3 separate regions of the Hordeum vulgare genome follow, and all the other regions are linked to region 3. A link is a contact called in public Hi-C data. All regions are on one chromosome and are shown on one strand. Each heading gives the region's core, a stretch centred on a gene start, on an enhancer-like site or on the middle of the called end of the contact. The rest is flanking DNA. Distances are from core to core; before and after follow the strand shown.

Region 1 (2,700 bases), core at 144-2,643, 830 kb after region 3:
TTACCTCCATCAAAAGGGTCCGAACCTGCGTAAAACATCGTCTCCTTCGTCCCCTGTAATTCATCGATCTAAGGTCCACAGCTCGGGACCCCCTACCCGAGATCCAAGGTCCACTAACGACAGCGGCGGGTGAGAGAAGAGGACGTAGAGGCCCGACGGATCGAGCAGATGGAGTGCGAGGCCGAAGCTGAGGAGAAGGAGCGACGTGCTGCCCACCGAGCGTCGGTGCAACCACCAGCGAACGACGTCGTTGTCGCTTAGGAGACGGCCTTTCCCTGGGCTGGCCCGACGCTGACCCTCGTCGACCTCACCGGTCCAAACGACGACGACGAGAAGAATGTCTAGGGCAACGCGTCTCCTCATTTTAGTTTACTTAATTTTACATTTAATGTAATGTGGACTATCGCCGGCCTTCGAGGCCGGCATTAAATTTTTAACAATGGTTTCTCTATTTTAAAATTGTCTATTTTTTTTTTGCTACACCTAAAAATGGATCATTGTCCGCGTTGGAAGCAAGCGGCGATTCAATTACAAAAGCAAACACAATCCAATTAAATAAAATATGCACGTCCGTTTGGGTCGAGAGGTTGCAGGTGCTTTGAAAAGTTTTACCTTTCCATTTATGGTCGGTTAGCAGGATCTCTGCACACGTTTGTGGCACCATGTTGTTTGCAGTAAAATTGAGTGACGTCATTGGAGACGCCCAAGAGAGAACCGGAACGCTTGAACCGATGAACAATCCAGATAGATGACTGTGGGTCCTTGAGCCTTGCCAAAAACGTCAGCGACACGACGAAAGGACGCCATGCCGCCGCGGTTTCTCGATCACCGTGGCCGGCCCAGCTCTCGATCTCACCGCTGTATGGCTCGTTTTTTTTTTTTTGCGGGGACTGTATGGCTCGTTTTTTTTAATTGCGGGGACTGTATGGCTCGTATTCATTAGCAGCACTGCACCAGCAAATTTTGACAGTTTGTACGTACAGTACTCCTCCAGTTTACCAGCTCGCACGTGAGGATGATGGTGCCACGCCGGCATGTCATCCCATTGACCACGTTCGTCCGCTAGTCTCCATTCCCCACCGCGCCGCGCCGTGTCGAGGAGAGGAGGAGTCCAGTCCACGCGGTGTCGTGCGGATCTGCGAAACCGCGTGAACCGCGGCACGCACCCGCACCCGCTCGCTGTCAGCCGGTGGGTGCCCACCCGCCACACCGCGTCCTCGGGGCGCGGCCACCTTCCTGGTTGCTCCTGCTCCACACCAGCGCGGCGCAGGCGCGGGCCGGTCTCGCTTTCCTGCCTCCCCTTCCTTGTCCAAAAAGCAACCCCCGCGTTCACACATCGCCATCGATCGGCCTCGTCGCATCACGGCGTATTTATATCGTTCCCCATTTCACACCAGTCTCCTCGCCTCTCCACCTACCAATCACAGGACGATCGTTTCTCTCGTTTCGTTTCGTTTCCTCTTCAATCGCTGACCCGCACCCACCACCGCACCAATCGCGACTCCCGCGCTCCCGGCCAGCGTTACTAGCTACCGTGACGTATATGAGATCCCCATCCGGCGCCCGCCCCAGCAGCGGAGGAGGTGCTGCGGCAGAAGACGATTTCGCCTTCTACTACTCTTTCTTGCAGGACGCTGCCGCCGCGTCGCCGCTCGCGCTCGACGAAACCGTCGCCGCCGCCGCGATGCCAAACAACCGCCGGAGGAAGCGCGGAGGGGACGACTCCATCAAGGACGGACCGCCCGCCGGTAACAACGGAAGGAAGCGCTCCATCGCCACCATAATAACTTCGCTCGCCGCGCTCGAGGCCGAGGGCCACGCCGACAGCGCGGGGGCCGCCGATGCCTCCCGCCGCGAGCTCGCGCTTCTCGAGTCCAACGCCGACAACAAGTCGCAGGCCATGATGGACTACTTCGCCAAGATGGAGGGCAGCTTTGATGCCGACGCCGAGTCTGAGGCCGCTGCGCGCTCCAGGCGCTCGCAGCTCTCGGCGTCGGCAGCGGCAGCGGCCGTCGTGGCTGCCGAGGAGGCCGCCACCAACACTGCAGCGTCGGCCTCGCCGCCGCGTGCAGGCCACCACCAACGCCGTCTGTGGGTCAAGGACCGGTCGCAGGCGTGGTGGGACCAGTGCAACAGCCCCGATTTCCCAGAGGCAGAGTTTCGGCGCGCCTTCAGGATGGGCCGGGAGACGTTCGACATGATCTGCGATGCGCTCGGCTCCGCGGTGGCTAAGGAAGACACCATGCTTCGCGCGGCCATCCCCGTGCGTCAGCGCGTCGCCGTCTGCATCTGGCGCCTCGCCACCGGTGAGCCGCTCCGCCTCGTCTCCAAGCGCTTCGGCCTCGGCATCTCCACATGCCACAAGCTCGTCCTCGAGGTCTGCGGGGCCATCAAGTCTGTCCTCATGCCGCGCTTCCTCCAATGGCCCGATGAGGCCGCCGCCGGCAGATTCAAGGAGGGCTTCGAAAGATCCTTTGGCGTTCCGGGCGTCATCGGAGCCATGTACACCACGCACATCCCTATCATCGCGCCCAAGATCTCCGTCGCCGCCTACTTCAACCGTCGGCACACGGAGCGCAATCAGAAGACATCCTACTCCATCACGCTCCAGGGGGTGGTCGGTCCTGACCGCGCCTTCACCGACGTCTGCATCGGCTGGCCGGGCTCCATGCCAGACGATCAGGTGCTCGAGAAATCCAT
Region 2 (2,700 bases), core at 77-2,576, 740 kb before region 3:
TCCGGGCTCCACGTCCTGCTCCTCGCCGGAGTAGCGAGAGTCTCCGTGGGATGCGTCCTCTCCTCCTCCACCTCAACCATCTCGGGGAGGCTGCGGCGGCGACGGCGAGGCTGCGGCGGCGGGGCAGGTGGTAGTTGTGCGGACGCCATCCCCGAGAGCGTAGCGCCCAGCTCTTCCGGGCTCCACTTCCTGCTCCTCGCCGGTGTAGCGAGAATCTGCGTGGGATGAATCCTCTCCTCCTCCACCTCAACCATCTTGGGGAGCCTCTCGACGCTCCGCCTCCGCCTCCTCGCACCCTGAGGGAGCACCTCGTAGGTGTCCACCGGGATCGTCTTCACATCCGACGACGTCCTCCTGAGCGACCGATCGACGCCGCGGGTCCTGTCGGGCCGCTCCTCTCGCCGGGTCCTGTACAGCTCGGCGTCGTCGTACGAGCGCCAGGCCAACTCCGGTGACGCGAGGCCCCAGACGCCGTCGCTGTCCAGCCGCAGCTCGGGGTAGGAGCTGCTGCTCTTCATCCGCCGGATCCCCGTGTGTGCGTTGTGGTTGGTGTAGGAGTTGTTGAGGCTCGCCCACACGTCTTCCGTGGACGGCTCCGGCGTGGCCACCGCCGCCGAGGACACCAGAGGATGGCTCTTGGGCGCAGGCACCGCGGCGCCGGGGGCCTCCCCATCGTTGTCGCCCCCGCCGCGGCCGAGGAGGCCGCAGAGGATGGCGAAGAGCACGAGGCAGAGGTTGACGACGTCCCAGCCGCTCTTGAGGGTAATCCCTCCACGCTGGAAGCCGCCGCCGCCTCGGCGCACCGCGGAGGGGAGCAAGAGCAGCACGAGCAGGGAGAAGAGGAGGACGAGGACCCAGACCTTGGCGCCGCCGGCGGCGCCATTGTCGTCGGCGTCGGCGTCGGCGGTGGAGTAGGAGGAGGAGGTGCTAGGACCCGTGGCGACAGCGCTGGAACCGGTCCTTTGTTCCTCCATCGCGCGCAGCAGCAGCTTCCGGCCGTGTCGATTTCTCGCACGGTTGAGATGCGAAAGCCAAAAGCGCAAAAAGGCCAAAGCAGCAGCAGCAACTAATGGTTCGTGTCAAGCTTTTTGAATCTCTCTCTGTCTCGCTAATCTGCTGGCCTCCTGTGTCTGCGTCTGCTTTCTTCTTGGCTGGTTATATACGTGAGGTGTGTTGAGGTGAGTAGATGCTTAAGTTTTTTTTTTTTTGATAGGACATGCTTAAGTTGTTTGTCCGGTTATATTATGCGGCACGGAATCAAAATGATTTTGGTTGAAGAAAACGGGGAATGAATGATTGATCGTTGGGCACTTGAGAGTCTAGTGTAATGCGTTGGACTAGGTGAACGTCAATCTTTTCTTAATCCAGCACACCACTACTGTCTACTGGTAGGAGGAGTACTGGTACCAATTACGCGCTTAAAATTCTTTCGCGTGCCAACGAACCTTCGGTGCCAAGTACACTAGTGTACTAGTTGCATCCCAGTGTTTGATTAATTAGTCTGTGCCAAACTGAATCGTGGGCCTGCGGAATGTACAATTTGGAAATGAATGAATCTTACCAATTGTACTTAGGGCATCTTCAATGGTTGTATGATCATCGTTGGTAAATTGCCACATAGATGATTTTGATGACATGACGCAAAATAAAAGAAGAGAGAGAATGAAATCGTATGAACTTGAAGCAACGGTTCACCCACAAGCTCCGAGACAAGTATGGTTATTTCTTCCATGTTTAGTGGATCCGCTTAGTTATTTTACATACGATTAACATACACTTCATTGAAGAGCTTGTATGATGTGCTGTTGGTTGTTGATGTGGACACTTATACCAACGATTGAACATACGAACTGTTGAAGATGCTCTTACAGGGTCTCTAATCTGGTCTGCTTCTTCGGTTTACGAAATGGAAACTTACTAGTAGTACATGTCTAGTGACTTATGTTTTTATTATTTTACAAAAGATAAAAGAAAACGACTTGTGTTCCCAGATGTGGCGTGCTGGTTGTTGTGAGCTGAAGCCTGAAGCAAGCAATGTATGTGTGCGCTAGCTGTTGCAACAAGCTTTTAAGTTGTAACGTCCCGGCGCGTGGCGTGGCGTGGCGCGTGTTTTCTTCCGGAAATGCTCCGTCCAATTCAGCAACTGATGCCAGCCGGAGTTTGTTATCTTCTCACCCTCAAAGGCCAACAAAACTCAAGGAAACTTAGCCTTCCAATCCAGAACTGGAAGCAAGGGGTTTTTCTAAGACATGCAACACATTCTCCATGCGGCGGGCGAGCTAGCTGGCGGGAATTCGGCCTATTTCTGTGGATTACTCGTACTGAAAGTGGCTCTTGTTGGCTCCCCAGGGCTTGTTTTGGGAGGTGGTCATGATCCATCGGCAAGCAACGATCTAGCTAGCTGTGGCTTACAGCGGAGCAAATGGAAATAGTGGGCATGGCCCCTCTTCCTCTTGGCTCATCATTCACGCAACGACAGGGCCATACAAATCCATCTTGGTTGGATCATCTCATCATCATGGGAGTAGCAGTAGCACTTACTTAAATTTCTTCCCTCCCTTCCTGATATCCGGCCGAGTACGTCCACCATTTTCTCCTCAAAAGAAGCTTTACTCTTCATTCATAGTGCATGTCGAGTGATCCATCCAACTCGTCAAAGGTGTTCCCACCGAGCAAGCTTATTTTCATCCTGCCATATAT
Region 3 (2,700 bases), core at 53-2,552:
GAGGGGGTGGTTGCGAGGGAGGGGGTGGGGGAGAGAAATCTGGGGATGGAGACCGACGGGGGAGAGGGGGTGGTTGCGAGGGAGGGGGTGGGGGAGAGAGATCTGGGGTTGCGAAGTCGTTTCGTTTTTTTTTTGTTCAGGGACGAGGTGGGATCAGTGGGAGGTCGAACCATCGGTAGGTTGAACCATCACGACGTTCGATCCTACTTTAATAGTAGAGATTCATATGGTTCTGCGTGTGCTGAGGGCTCTCTTTATTTTCGTTTTAGCTGTTGGTTTTAGTATGGAGAATGTATGCTTCTTTATTTTAATAAAATGGGGCGAGACCAACCACTTTCTTTCAAAAAAATCCAGCCCGTCAAGTCGCGAGTTGCGTCTACCACGTGGCGGCAAGAGCGCTCGGGCCGTGCCATTCTCTTGATTTCTTTTTCGCTCTTTTTATGTGACAATGACCTTTCTAAAAAGATGTTCACGTCCTTCACGCAAAACACGTCTTGTCGTCCAACAGAAACAGTTTTCCCTTTTTATGTGGTGAACGTGTCGCAAGCAGGAAGCGTGGGCGATAATACCCATGGCTAATGGTGCGAATTCTTTTGCGGTTTGTGCGTAACAAATGGAAATGCTTGTGATATTGGCCCTGTTTGGATACTCTAATTTAGCTAGAGGTTAGAGTTAGTTTCTAACTTATGACTAACCTTAAACTAACTTTAGTCAAAGAGGTGTTTGGATGATAGGGTTAGATTGACAATAATTGTACTTGATGGAAAGAGAAAAATAATTTTTTAGTGGGTCATTACCTGATGAATAAAGAGAGAAAAATGATTTTTTAATGTATCCCATGAAAAGTAATCCAATTATCTATAAGGGCATCTCCAATGGTTGTAAGATAGTTGTTGGTAATTTTGACACATAGGATTTTTGATGATGTGTCATTGCAATAAATGAGGAAAGAGAACAAGGTTGTATGTAAATTAACCAACACCCTTGCACAAGCTCCAATGTAGAATGAGAGAGCACCTTATTTATTACCTCACATTTTATTGGACAAACTAGATACAACCCATTGGAGTAGTTGTATGTTAAGGTGTTGGCTGATGACATGGCATATTTTACCAACAACCTAATCAACAAACTGTTGGAGATGCCCTAAGAGGAGAGAGGAGAGGACACCTAAACTCCCATGACAGCATGCAGCAGGAGGGAGGGACACGTGTGTGAGTCCGACGTGCAAGCAGCAGGCCAGGTGCGACAAGCTAGACCTTCATTATTGCTGGCCAGGCCAGGGCAATGCCGAGAAGCTCCCCGAGCCCAAATCCAACCAACCGTACAGCGCCAGCACGGCGGCACACCACATGTAGGACTGGGACTAGGAGGAGTACTAGTTACACTGTGCTGTGCACCCCGATGAACACGTCTTCCCAGGGCCCACCTGTAACCCCCACGCGCACGGCGTGGCGACTCGACACGCGTCCCCGGCTGCCCGCTGCTCGAGGCCCAGCAGCCGATCCGGCGATCCGCGTGTCCCATCCCACTGCCCCCTCGACATCTGTCCCCGCACACACACGGAGGTGGACGTCAACTTTCCCCTTCCCCCCTCCGCCTTCATCTTCACGGCGTCACCACTCCTTTGCTTTTACTGGTAAGTTCTAAACCGCTGCTGCTGCTGCTGCCCTTCCTCTTTTCTCCTCACGCCCGCCCGCCCGCCCGCCCGCGCGTGCTCCCGACGTTGGTTCCGCACCGCTAGCTAGCTTCCTTGCTCGCGAGGGCACCGCCCGTGAGCCGTGATTCGGAGATTTGGATCCGCGCGGACCTTGGATTTTCCCTTGTTTATAGGCCCGGTCGAGCGGTGCCTGGTACAGGCCTTGGGATTCGACCTGGATCGGCGCAGATCTGGAGGCACATGAGGCGCCGGCGCCGGCGGGTGAGCATACGAGGATGTGAAGCAAGTTATAGAGGGAGAGGGAGCGGAGTCAGCGATGGGCTGCTTTGGTGGTGAGGCGACTCGGGGCGGTGATCCTGGAGGCACCTGTGGCGCCGGAGGAGATGGAGGACGTGGACGTGGCTGCGCTCGCCGTGGCGTCCACACCTGTGTTTAGCCCCGCCACGGCCGGGCTCACTCTAATCGCCGCCGCGGCTGCGGAACCGATTGCGGCCGTTGTGGCGGGGGCCATGGAGGGGGTGCCGGTCACCTTTTCAGTGCCGCCGGTCAGAACCACCACGGACGACGGGCTGCCAACAGGAGGGGAAGGGGGAGAGGCCTCGGCAGCGGGGAGCCCGTGCTCGGTCACCAGCGACTGCAGCAGCGTGGCCAGCGCGGATTTCGAGGGGGTGGGCCTGGGCTTCTTCGCTGCGGGGGTCGAGGGGGGCGCGGTGGTGTTCGAGGACTCGGCGGCTTCCGCGGCCACCGTCGAGGCAGAGGCGAGGGTTGCGGCCGGGGGGAGGAGCGTCTTCGCTGTCGAATGTGTTCCGCTCTGGGGGTTTACATCAATTTGCGGCCGCCGGCCGGAGATGGAGGATGCGGTCGTTGCTGTACCGCGATTCTTCGGCCTGCCGCTCTGGATGCTCACGGGCAACAATATGGTCGATGGACTGGATCCCATCTCCTTCCGCCTCCCCTCACACTTTTTTGGTGTATATGATGGTCACGGCGGTGCACAGGTAACCCCACCATTAATGACACTATCAAATGTCTAGTTGAAT

Evidence for each region. A called contact is a pair of places that touch in the nucleus more often than the background predicts.
Region 1: a contact with region 3 is called in a Hi-C map of seedling, with 5 times the contacts expected there. The contact joins the promoter of LOC123443764 here to the promoter of LOC123443761 in region 3. A contact is called at or near these places in 1 of 6 Hi-C or Micro-C datasets (seedling) and 1 of 1 datasets of contacts at active chromatin or transcription factors (embryo).
Region 2: a Hi-C map of seedling shows a contact between it and region 3, with 5 times the contacts expected there. The contact joins the promoter of LOC123443759 here to the promoter of LOC123443761 in region 3. A contact is called at or near these places in 2 of 6 Hi-C or Micro-C datasets (leaf and seedling) and 1 of 1 datasets of contacts at active chromatin or transcription factors (embryo).

What each region holds. Positions count from the first base shown.
Region 1 is chr3H:331,637,928-331,640,627 of MorexV3_pseudomolecules_assembly, forward strand. LOC123443764 (protein ANTAGONIST OF LIKE HETEROCHROMATIN PROTEIN 1-like) reads left to right here and starts at 1,394. Exons shown (of 1, transcript XM_045120288.1): 1 at 1,394-2,700. The coding sequence starts at 1,544.
Region 2 is chr3H:330,067,482-330,070,181 of MorexV3_pseudomolecules_assembly, forward strand. LOC123443759 (formin-like protein 20) reads right to left here and starts at 1,327. Exons shown (of 1, transcript XM_045120284.1): 1 at 1-1,327. The coding sequence starts at 974.
Region 3 is chr3H:330,807,436-330,810,135 of MorexV3_pseudomolecules_assembly, forward strand. LOC123443761 (probable protein phosphatase 2C 6) reads left to right here and starts at 1,303. Exons shown (of 4, transcript XM_045120286.1): 1 at 1,303-2,658. The coding sequence starts at 2,044.